Linked DNA regions of Sus scrofa: region 2 is linked to region 1. The links are chromatin contacts, called in public promoter capture Hi-C maps. All regions are on one chromosome and are shown on one strand. Each heading gives the region's core, a stretch centred on a gene start, on an enhancer-like site or on the middle of the called end of the contact. The rest is flanking DNA. Distances are from core to core; before and after follow the strand shown.

Region 1 (5,696 bases), core at 2,256-4,755:
TGTGTATGTGTGTGTATAGACACTTTTTTTTATTCATCCTTTCATGGATATTTGTCTTATTTCCACATTTCGGCTATTGTTATGAACACCGGTGTACAAATATTTGTCTGAGACTCTGCTTTCCATTATTTTGTGTCTATAACTAGAATTGCTGGATTGTATAGTAAATTCTACATTGATTTTGAGGAACTACCAGACTGTTTTTCACAGTGGCGGCAACAATTTGCAGTTTGTACTTCTACCAGCAACGTACAAGTTTTCTAATTTTTGACTTTTTTTTTTTTTTTTTTTTTGGTCTTTTTTGTCTTTTTAGGGCCATACCCAAGGCACATGGAGGTTCCCAGGCTAGGGGAGTAATTGCAGCTGTAGCCACTGGCCTACGCCACAGCCACAGCAACGCCAGATCCGAGCCGCGTCTGTGACCTACACCACAGCAACACTGGATCCCCAACCCACTGAGCGAGGCCAGGAATTGAACCCAAAACCACATGGCTCCTAGTCGTATCCATTAACCACTGAGCCACGATGGGAACTCCTTATTTTTGACATTCTTACCAACATATTGTTTTCTGGGTTTTTAAAATTTTTTTTTTTTTTTTATAATGACCATCCCAACAGACATGAAGTGGTATCTTACTGTGGTATTGATTTGCATTTCCCTAACGATTAGGGAAATCTTCTCATGTGCTTATGGGTCACTTCTGTATTTTCCTTTGAGAAATGTCTATTCAAGTCTGGCCATTTTTTAATTGGACTGGGTTTGTTTTTTTTTTTTTTTTCCTGAGGGGGGATGTCTTTTTTAAAAAATTGGAGTTTGTGGAGTTGCTGTTGTTGCTCATTGGATTAAGAACCCGACACGTCATCATGAAGATGCGGGTTGGATCCCTGGCCTCACTGAGTGGGTTCAGGAACCCGTGTTGCTGTGGCTGTGGTGTAGGCCAGCAGCTGCAGCTCCACTTCGATCCTAGCCTGGGAACCTCCCTATGCCATGAATGCAGCCCTAAAAGGCAAAATAAACAAATAAATAAACAAATAAATAAATAAATAAATAAAATAAAATAATTGGAGTTTGAAATAACTCACATGTTGGAGGCAAATGGACTCAACATTTCAAAATATAGGGTATCAAGTTGAAATGACAAATGATTTTTGCTCCCAGGATGACTTTTTTTTTTTTTTTTTAAACGTTTTCAAAACAACACAGCATTTTCTAAGTTAGGTCAAATTGGTAGTAGCCATGAAAGTGGAACAAGTGATGTGAAAAATTAGCTGACGTTCCCTGTTTTCTGAGTGGAAAGAGGGCCACTCAGGACCAAAGATCATCTGTGAAATAAAGAAGCAGGAACTCGTCATGATTGTTATAGCTCACACCTAAGAAAGATAGAAACGCCTGTACCAGGAGCCCAGTACCCTGGGGGTGGGCGGGGTCCGTGTGCAGCCCAGAACTTTCTTAGGCTCGGTGACCTTGAGTCAAAACTGATGCGGAGGGGAGAGCCCTGAAGAAGTTTCTGGGGATGCAGGGTCGTCAGAAGATGGAGACCCCGAACACAGCAGGAGTCTGGCAGTTTTTCACCTGTACCGTAGACTCCGGAGCCACTCAGCTGGCCTGGCCCGGGCCTATTAGGACAAGTAGAAAACCAGCTTCGGACATCTTAGTAACTGAATTTTCTGAGCTAGTGCGTTTTAAATGCCTGGCCCGGCACTGCCAGCACTTCTAGGAGGTCTTCAGTGGGGTTTGAAAACCTATTGTTTGATGATAAAACGGTCATCCGGAGTCAAGGCCCCCACATTGCCTGTCGCACAGGCCAACCTGGGCGCAGCTTTAGCAAACGAGTAGCGAGAACTCACCCCCCGCTGCGGGCGGGCGCTGGAGTTTTAAAAATGTCAATAGACCGAGAGGCCTAGAGCAGAGCTCTTCGGGATGCAGAAGAGGGTCCAGCGGTTCGGTGGCCCTTTCTCTGGCCCCAGGCCCCAGCCCAAGTTTCCTCCGGTTGGTAGGGTGTGGTGCACTCCGGGTACGTGGGAGGCTCAACTCCGCCACTCAGATCCGGGCATGGCAGTCCCTGCGGCCTGCAGAGGCCAGACCTCACACACCCCTTCCCACGCCTTTGCTGCTCAACGTCTCAATCCAGTTCCTAACATCTCAATATGGTTTTTAAACAGATCGAGACTAAGGGCTCCATTCAGCCCAAGAGGGGCTCTTGCAGGACGCGCGGCCGATCTCAGAGACGTGAGATGAGTTTGGGGGGCTCTGGGGCGCAGGCAAAAGAGCCCTCCCAGCCCGCAGCCGCTGACTCCTTTCCGCAAACTGGGCTCCCACACCGCGGGTCACGGGCGTGCAATTTCGTCTAGGTGCGGCCGGCGCTCGGCCTGGATCCTGGTGTTCAGACACTAACCTCGGCGCGTTGGGGCGGCGCGCGAGCCCAGGTCCTTGATTCTCTGGAGCCGCTGCGGCCGCAGAGCGCCTCCGTCCCGCGAGGCCCGGAGCTCCCACCCAAGGCGAGGCTTTAAAAATAGCCCCGGCGAGATCCAAGCAACAGGAAGGAACATTTTTTTTTTTTGATGTGTAAAAAATGTTTTTGCTTCTTGTAGGGAACGCAACCGCTGCAAGTTCCAGCACACAGGGCTCCCTCTGCGCGCACCCACAGCTATCGCCGCCCCTCGGGCCAGGCGCGGGCACCGTCTCCCGGATCCGGATTTGGGGAGCGCAAGTGCCCCCTGTGGCCGGCCTGCGCCTGACCCCGCGGGCCTTGAGAAGGCACAGGCAGCCGGCGCGGGGGCCCGGGAGGAAGTTGGAGCCGTGGGGCCGGGAAGGGGGCAGGTCGTCGGCGCCGTGGGCCCGGCGGGGGCCCGAAGGAGCCAGGGCCGCCTCGGGGCGCCGCGCCGCGGTCCGCCCGGGCTCGCGTCCCCCCACGTGGCCGGCCGCCCGGGGCCCCACGTGGAAGGGGCGGAGGAGGAAGGAGGGCGAAGGCAGGGCCGGACTCCTGGCCGCCGCCGCCGCTGGACCCCCACCCCTGCCGCCAGGGCCCCAGCGTTACGCGAGGGCCTCCCGGGCGGGGCCTGGCCGGGGAGTGCCCGCCGCGCCCGGCCCCCTCGCCCGCCCGCCGCGCCTGTGTGCACTTTCGCGGAGCCACTAATCCCCGAGAGAGCCGATTTGTAGTGAAGAGTATCCGTAGGGGGCGAGGCCGGCCCATGTGGGGTTGTGTCATTGGTTTGCAAAGAGAGACCCCGCCTTTGCCCAAAAAAAAAAAAGAAAAAAGGAGAAAAAAAAAAAAAAAAAAAAAAAAAAAAAGGAGCGAGGAGTGAGCGGGCGGCGACCCTCACCTCGCCTCCCGCCTCGCTCCTGCGCAGCCAGCGGCCACCGGGAGACGCAGTCGGCGTCGCTTCTTTCCCTTTCCTTTTCTCTCCGTTTTCCTCCTCCTTCCCCGGAGGAGAAAACAAATAAAGAAGAGCAAATAGCCGGGAGGCGCTCGGCATCCAGGACGCTCCCTCCCCCGATCCAAGTTGGAATTAGCATCCTCTTGGGGGTGAGCGAAGCGCGGGGCGAGGGCGGGCCGGGGACCCCCAGCGCAGCCCCCTCCCGGCCGGCGGGCGTGGGGCCGGGACGGAGCTGGGGAGGATCGGGAGCCGGGTGGGCGGAGGAAGGGGGTGGGGTGGGTGGGGAAGTAGGAAGAGGCTCGGCGGTGAGGGGAGGAGGAGGAAGGGAAGGGGAGGGATAGGGTGGGGAGGGGAGAGAAGGGGGAGGAGAGGGAAGGGCAGTAGGGGGAGGGGCGGGGAGCTGGAGAGATTAAGTTTTTGTGTGTGTGTCCCTGTGTGCGTGTGTCATTTTAAGGTGGCCCGGGAGCGGCCCAGAAGAGCCGGCGGCGGCCCAAGGAGCGAGGGACGGAGCCGGGAGCCATGCCGCGCTGAGGGGGGGGCCGCACAGCCGCCGCCACCGCCACCGCCGCCGGGTGGGGTGGGAGGGGCGGGAGCCGCCGCCGCTGCCGCCGCCGCCGCCGCCGCCGCCGCCGCCTCCCGGGTGGGCGCCCTTCGCCTTGGACGCCGGCGGCCCAGGACGAGGTAAGGGGGGCCCCGGGGGAGGGCTGGGGCCGCCGCCGCCCCCGCCCCCGCCTCACCTGCGGCCACGGGCTGGGGGCGCCGCGCCCGCGCCTCACTGCGCCACTGGGGGAGGAGGAGGAGGGCGAAGGACACGGAGCCGGCATCCGAGGACATCTTTGGTCTGCGCCCCCGGCCCGGTGTCCCTGCTCGGCGCTTGGGGGTGGGCGCCGGCCTGGGGGTCCTTGCCCGCGCCCCCCCCCCCCGCCACCGCGGATCGCGCCCGCTGGCCGCCGTTTGCGCCAGGATTTTTGTTGTTGTGATGAGAGTTGATGAATGCGAAGTAGGCGGTCACCTTCCTTCCCATCAGGATTGGGAAAAAAAAAAAAAAAAAAAAAAAAAAAGAAACCCCGAGTGCGGCGGCGTCCGGAGGGCAGCGGCGGCGGCGGCGTCTCGGCGACGGTTTCCTAGGTGCCCCCGGCTCCCATTCCCCGAGGCCGGTGGGTGCGCGCGCGGGGGCTGCCAGCGACCCAGGCCGAGCGCGCGGCACGCCGCGGGGACAATACACCCGGATCCCTCGGGACCGGGAGTCCGAGCGCGCCGGGCCTTTCGCCTGCGGGGCGGGGGCGGGGGAGGGGAGCTGAGGGTCCACTGGGAAACCGGGGCGCGCTCGGCTCGGGGCCCCCAGGGGAGCGGCCCCTGCCGGCAGGGGATCCCGCGCGGCGCCCCGGGAGCGCAAGTGAAAGACGGGAAAGGAGGCGAAGTGGAACCCTTTTGTTTTGCCGGCCCCGCATTGTTGGCTTCTCCGGGCAGCCGGGCCACATCTGCCGCCGCCACCACCACTGCCGCGCCGGGCTCGGCCCGCCAAAGTCGCAGCGGGGCGGGGGCCCGGGGCGAGCCGGGCGGCGGGCGCGGGCGCGGGCGGGGGCCGGGCTGGCTGGGCATTTCCTCTGCCCGGCCGCGCTCCCGCCAGCACCACTTCCTCCTCGCCCGCCGCCGCTGCCGCCGCCGCCGCCGCCGCCGCCGCCGCCGCCGCCGCGAACCCGGCCCGCCGGCCTCCCCCGCCCTGGCCGCACTTTTCGGGTGGGGCGATCCAAAAAGAAAAAGTTTCGCAGGAGGGGCTGGCGGGGGCGCGCCCCGGGCCGCGGTAACTCGGCGCGGCGCAGCGACAGCCGGGCGGCCGCGGTCGCCTCTTCCTCCTTGTCCTCCGCGGCGCCGGACGGACCCGAGCGACCAGAGGGAAGCGCCTTTCTTTCTCTCCCTCGCGCTCTTCCCAACGCCCCGGGGCAAGTTGGGCAGAGGCGCCCGGGAGCCGAGGCGCGCAGAGATCTTTCACCAGCGGGAGGCCCGCGGCGTGGCCGGTCGTGCGCAGCCCACGCAGCTCCCTGGTGCTGGGAGGCCGCGGGCCCGGGAGCTCGGCGCGGTCACCGCTGGCCGCAGCGAGACACACACACGCGCACACACTCCCTCCGGTGGCTCGCTTGCCGCCGCCGCCGATGGTCACGGACACTGTGTGCGTGTGCGCGAGAGTGCGTGTGGTGCTTCCAGCCCCCGAATACTTTTTCCCGAGGCGGCCCAAGCAGCAGTTGGCTCCAGGGGTCCCCTTGTTTAGTATTTGACGGGGGAAAGGAGGAATTTTTGGTAGAAATCCCCGCTTGTTC
Region 2 (5,696 bases), core at 2,025-4,524, 550 kb before region 1:
TCCATATGCCGCGGGAGTGGCCCAAGAAAAGGCAAAAAGACAAAAAAAAAAAAAAAGAAATATGAATTGGGAGTTCGGCCTCTGGGACTGTGTCCCCAGTGATATATACCGCTACCCTGTTCAAAAATAGATGAGGAAAAAAATGCACGTGATACCCACTCAACGAGGAGAAAAAAGGTAATGAGCAGCTAACGTGTGCCAGGTAGCACGTGTGGCACATCTACAACCTGCAAGCCTAAAAAGCAGTTAGCAGCACCATTCTCCAGTCAGCAGGTGGCAAAGTCAGGACACTTAGGACTGCCTCACGAAGCATGAGGATGATCTGCCATGGGGTCTAGCAAGTCACTTCACCTTTCTAAGCTTCGGTCTTCTTTTTCTTTGTCTTTTTAGGGCTGCGCTGGCAGTAAACCGGGGCGGGGGGGGGGGTTCCCAGGTTACGGGTCATACTGGAGCTGGAGCTGATGGCCTACGTGACAGCCACAGCCACACCAGATCTGAGCCATGTCTTCAACCTTTATCACAGCTCACATCAACGCCAGATCCTTGATCTACTGAGCAAGGCCAGAGATCGAACTCACGTCCTCATGGATAACTAGTCAGATTCGCTTCTGCTGGGCCAGAACTCCCTAAGCCTCAGTTTTCTACGTGAAAAATTAGTCAACAGTACAAACTCAAAGGGTGTTGTGAAAATTAAGTGAGATAAACACATTAGGTACTTATCACAGTGTCAGTACAACTATCATTTCAATCATTTTCATAACTTTCAATCATTTCATAACGTTTAATTCTGTTGATATATAATTTATTAAGCCACTCTTTTAAGAGAAGATATGTGGACTATTTCCAATTTTTTCTACTATAAAAATTGTTACAGACAATATTTTACAAATGTAACTTACCTTCTAAGGCATTAGGATAATTTCCAAATCACCGGCACCTAAGGTATTAGGGCATTTATGGCTCTCACTATACATCATAAGGAAATATTTTAGGTTCAATCACTGAGAGGAAAAAAGAAAACCTGACCCATTAAAAGATCTACTATTAATTAATTATTAATTAAATTAAATGGACATCCGTACACTTTTCTCTGTAAAGGTGAGGCCACTCTCTCAACTTTAAATACCACCAGCAGAATTTCCAGCAAGTGTCAAAGTCAAGGGTTTATGTCATTGAACAGCCCAGAGGATCCGCCACCATTTAAATGAAAAATTCCACAGGACAGGGAGTTCCCACTGTGGTGCAGCAGGGTAAGGTCCTGGCTAATGCATGAGTTTGATACCCCAACCCAGTGCAGAGGGTTAAGGATCCTGCATTGCCACAGCTGCCGCCTGATTTCTATCCCTGGTCCAGGAACTTCCATATGCTGCAGCTGTGGCCAAAAAAAAAAAAAATCCACAGGGCAGATTAGGCAGCATTAAGGGTTTTCCTTGTCACGTGCCATCCTAATTCTCTATAACCAAAAGGCATGCAAATTGGCTAAAATTAAAACAGCTGATTGAATTTTCGTGGTCAAAACTCATCCTTGTTAATTAATAACACCACATAGACTTGAAATAAACATGCAACTGTTATCTTCATGTTATGACAGAATCCTGTTATGGGGGGGAGGACTTTCAAAGTCAAACATGATCTTTTTCTAAAGCTAAATCTTGGCCAGTTGATGGGCATTACGAATTAAACTGCAGAGCAGGTATAAAGAGTTTTAAGGGGGAGGTTTGAGGGACAGGTGAAAATGCCATCAGTTAATATTTACCTTGAAAATGGCTTGCTTTTCTTACTATTGCCAAGAATGGTAGTTCCTGCCGGTCCGAGTTTGGCACTCTCTCGGAGCCAGTTGGCAGGTGGGAGTTTCAAGTCTGTCTTCTCTTCCAGGCGCGCAAATGCCGTCCGAGGCGGGGCAGAGGAGTACTTCACCACTGCTCGGCTCTTCACTTCATTGCCGCCGAGAAATAAAGCTGATCCCTGATTAACATATGACGTGGAACTTGAATCAACACCACTAAGAATGAAAACCCCATCTTTATAAAAAGAAAACCAGACACCACATCAGGCTGCTAAGAACACAGGCCACTACCACGAAGAGCACTTAATAAACGTGAGCATAAACTGTACAGTTTGCTTTGCTCTTCTTCACATCATTTCAAAAAAGATGAGCCAAGGAGTGTGATGACTATGGTTACAATCTAGCAAAAGCAGGCCAACCAACCTCACTTTATTTTCTAAATGATTGTTATTTTTTCCATTATAGCTGGTTTGCAGTATTCTGTCAATTTCCTACTGCACGGCAAGGTGACCCAGGCACACATACATGTATACATTTTCTCACACTAACTTTTAAAACTGATTCATAGAAAGTGTAGAGACAGAAACCAAGGAGTCAATAGTAGCATGTTAACAAAATGCCACATTTATTCAACATGCATTTTAATTTCAATAACATACATCATTTGGAAAGTAGCTTGCAGTAAGATACCTGGGCCTTTTCTGTTTCTAAGTAAGAGTTTAATACCTGATGAGTTTATTGCACAAATACTCTGAACGTCTAACTTCATAGCAAATCACTGGGGAAACGACACAGATTTCACTTGCACACCCCCAAGAAAGCTCAGGGTCTGAGATATCTCTTCCAACCTTCTTTCACGCTGTCCCTTTGTGGCCTGGCCAACACTCCGCACACTTCAAACACTGGCTCAGTCTCGGTCAGCGCGCTCCCTTCTCCCTCCAGCTTGCAAGTCTGCCAATTTTGGAACCACATATTTACATACGCGCTCCCTGACAGCAGAGATCGCGTCTAACTCACCCGTCGGTTACCACCGAGTGAGAAGCCAGGACTGCTTCTGACACGAATGACTTGCAAGTAAATGCCTCAATAATTGTCGACAAGCACTCGGACTTCCACTCCGTTTTGGGGGCCGTCCGGGAGGGGTGGAAAAGGCTCCAGGAGCCGCTGGGAACCGTGACATCCCTCCCCGGCCGAGCGGCCCGCAGCCCCCGAGCCCTGCAGGTCCCGCCCCGCCCCGCGGCAGACTCACCTGTGCAGAAGGTTCCTCCGTCTCTCCTTGGGACAGGAGGCTGAGCCCGTCCCGAGCAGTGGCCCCAATCGGCGGAGCCTCAGCCACGGCCTCCTTAGAGTCCCCCATCACCTCCGTCCGGGGCAGGCGAGGCAAAGCTCAAGCCGAGAAGCCCCAGCACGTTCCGCGGCCCGGCGGCGCGGCAGCACCGTAAAGCAAGCGCCGGAGACACCCTGCACTTCCGGCCTCTGACAGGAAGAGGTGGTGCTGACGTATTCAAATCTCGCGATCTTTGTGCCTGAGGCCCGGCCCGGCCTCCCCCGACAGAGCCCACCTTCGCGGCGGGCGCGGGAACTGTAGTGCGCCTGCGTCTGTCAGAGTGTTCGGGGAACTGCCTCCCGCGTGATCTGACTCTCAGGCTCCACCCCTTGCACGCGGGTCTTTGTTGGCAAACAGTTCTGCGGGCCTGGGCGCGAGGCCGCGGCAGTGCCGCGGAGGTTCTCCCTGTGTCGGCGGGGGAAAAGCCCCCGTAGGTGTAACCCGCGGCTCCCGTTTTTTAAAGTAGTGAAGTCCTAGCGCTCGTCCCTCCAGCTTTCAGCGTCCCCTTCGTTTACAGACGGGCTCACAGGCCCAGGAAGGGAAGACAGGCCCAGGTGATGGCGGTCGAGACTCCAGCTCACCCGGACTCGGAGTCCTGTCCGCGCATCACAATGCGTGCGGGGGGCCGGGGCTCCGTGGAGAGGACGGCGCCGAGGAGGCCCGCCGCCTTTGCTGAAGGGCTGGACTTCAGAGGGGGTGGCACCACCGAAGGTGCGATTTGCCGCTTAGTGACTCGCGGAGCGTCAACGGAAGTGCTCCCGCCGTTTGTCAGGCCCCCAGGGAACTAGCAAAAGGCATTCATTCCATTGATCCAGGGATTTCTCCAGCCTTAAAGTGCTGGGGAAAAGGCTGGGGATCCAGGTGACCTGAAGATTCTGTTTCAGTTAGTCTGGGAGGGGCCTGAGATTCCTAGATTCCCTAGGATATGATGCCAGTGTTTTGAGTAGCGAAGAGGTAGAAAAACAGCCAAGGACGGCTTAAAGCTTTGAAGGTACTAGGCGCTCTTATTCTCCGAGCTCACAGCCAAGATCAGGTCAAGCGTAGTTAAATGCCATCACATCCATTATAAAAATGCCTGTTTTGTTTTGCTGTAAAATATTGAGGATTTTTTAAAATTAATTTTGCCTTTGCAGTTATTTGACTATCTCGGTTTGTAATAGACATTAGGCTTTGATAACTACTAATTATATTCATATTTGGAAGTGCTTGTGACAGCAGACTCAAATTGTTTTCAAATGTAACAAAACATTTTTACAAACTGCATTTACCAACAATTTAATAGCACGTCTTGTAGACACGTGTTCGTTTTGGTATTTACATTATTTTGTATTTTTGAAGTCAGTACTTTTTTTTTGCAAGCAACACGTTATTTTACATTATAGCAAAAAGTTGAACACAGATATCTAACGTTGGGATATTTGGATATCAGGATATCTAATTAGGATGTACGGTTATGTCTATTTTGAGTACTTAGTACCATTAACTTGTGCATTAACTTGTTTTTCAAGATTATTCAAGAACATTTAATTTGTACCCTTTGGGGAGTGCCTGCTGTGGCTCAGCGGTAAGGAACTCCACTAGTATCCATAAGGAGGCAGGTTCAATCTCTGGCCCCGCTCAGTGGGTTAAGGATCCAGCGTTGCTATGAGCTGTGGTGTAGGTTGCAGACCTGGCTGGGATCTGGCATTGCTGTGGCTGTAGAACTTTCGTAGGAACTCTTTTGTCTTTTTAGGTGCAGTCCTAAAGAAACAAAAAACTCACAAAAATTGTACCTGTACTGTAAAATGTGTATTAAATGTACCTGTAGTATAAAATTTTGCATGATGTTAGGTGATTAAAAAAAATTCAGGAGTTCCCGTCGTGGCGCAGTGGTTGACGAATCCGACTAGGAACCATGAGGTTTCGGGTTCGGTCCCTGCCCTTGCTCAGTGGGTTAACGATCCAGCATTGCTCCAGCATTGCCGTGAGCTGTGGTGTAGGTTGCAGACGCGGCTCGGATCCCGCATTGCTGTGGCTCTGGCGTAGGCCGGTGGCTACAGCTCCGATTCGACCCCTAGCCTGGGAACCTCCATATGCCGCGGGAGCGGCCCAAGAAATAGCAACAACAACAACAACAAAAAGACAAAAGACAAAAAAAGACAAAAAAAAAAAAAAATTCAAAGCAAACCTCCACTAAGTTCTGTATTTTACCAACATATCTATCTCTGTGTCAATGTCCATAAAAACACATCCGAGGGGTAAAAGGAAGCAATTTTAAATTTATCCTTTAAAGCTTTATTTCCCTGTTTTAAATTTTTGATTATGCATTATTTTATGGTAAAATGTCCTTTTATTAAGCTTGTAGACATATACATATAGACATACATATTGAGCGTCTCATGATCTTAAAATTCTGTTGTTTTACGATATAATTCTATCTCCGTAAGTGGGGATTTCCTGAGGTAGCAGTAACGCTTTTCTCAGGATTTACAAACTTGGCAGGCCTCTTGAGAAGTGCCTGAACCTTTGTGGATGGTACTTAGGGAGAAAATGTGCTGGCAACAGCCTGGGAAAAGGCAGAGAAGAATGAGCCAGAGAGAGGGA

Evidence for each region. Promoter capture Hi-C pulls out the DNA fragments that hold promoters and counts their contacts.
Region 2: a promoter capture Hi-C map of fetal skeletal muscle shows a contact between it and region 1, with 8 times the contacts expected there. The contact joins the promoter of EDRF1 here to the promoter of LOC110256807 in region 1. A contact is called at or near these places in 1 of 5 promoter capture datasets (fetal skeletal muscle) and 2 of 47 Hi-C or Micro-C datasets (heart right ventricle and mesenteric adipose tissue).

The regions. Positions count from the first base shown.
Region 1 is chr14:134,486,507-134,492,202 of Sscrofa11.1, reverse strand. It overlaps LOC110256807, which reads right to left and starts at 3,505. Exons shown (of 1, transcript XM_021073633.1): 1 at 1,063-3,505. The coding sequence starts at 3,477. The coding sequence ends at 2,392. CTBP2 (C-terminal-binding protein 2) reads left to right here and starts at 3,398. Exons shown (of 11, transcript XM_021073631.1): 1 at 3,398-3,527.
Region 2 is chr14:135,039,660-135,045,355 of Sscrofa11.1, reverse strand. EDRF1 (erythroid differentiation-related factor 1) reads right to left here and starts at 3,274. Exons shown (of 25, transcript XM_005671561.3): 1 at 3,036-3,274; 2 at 1,757-1,965. The coding sequence starts at 3,143.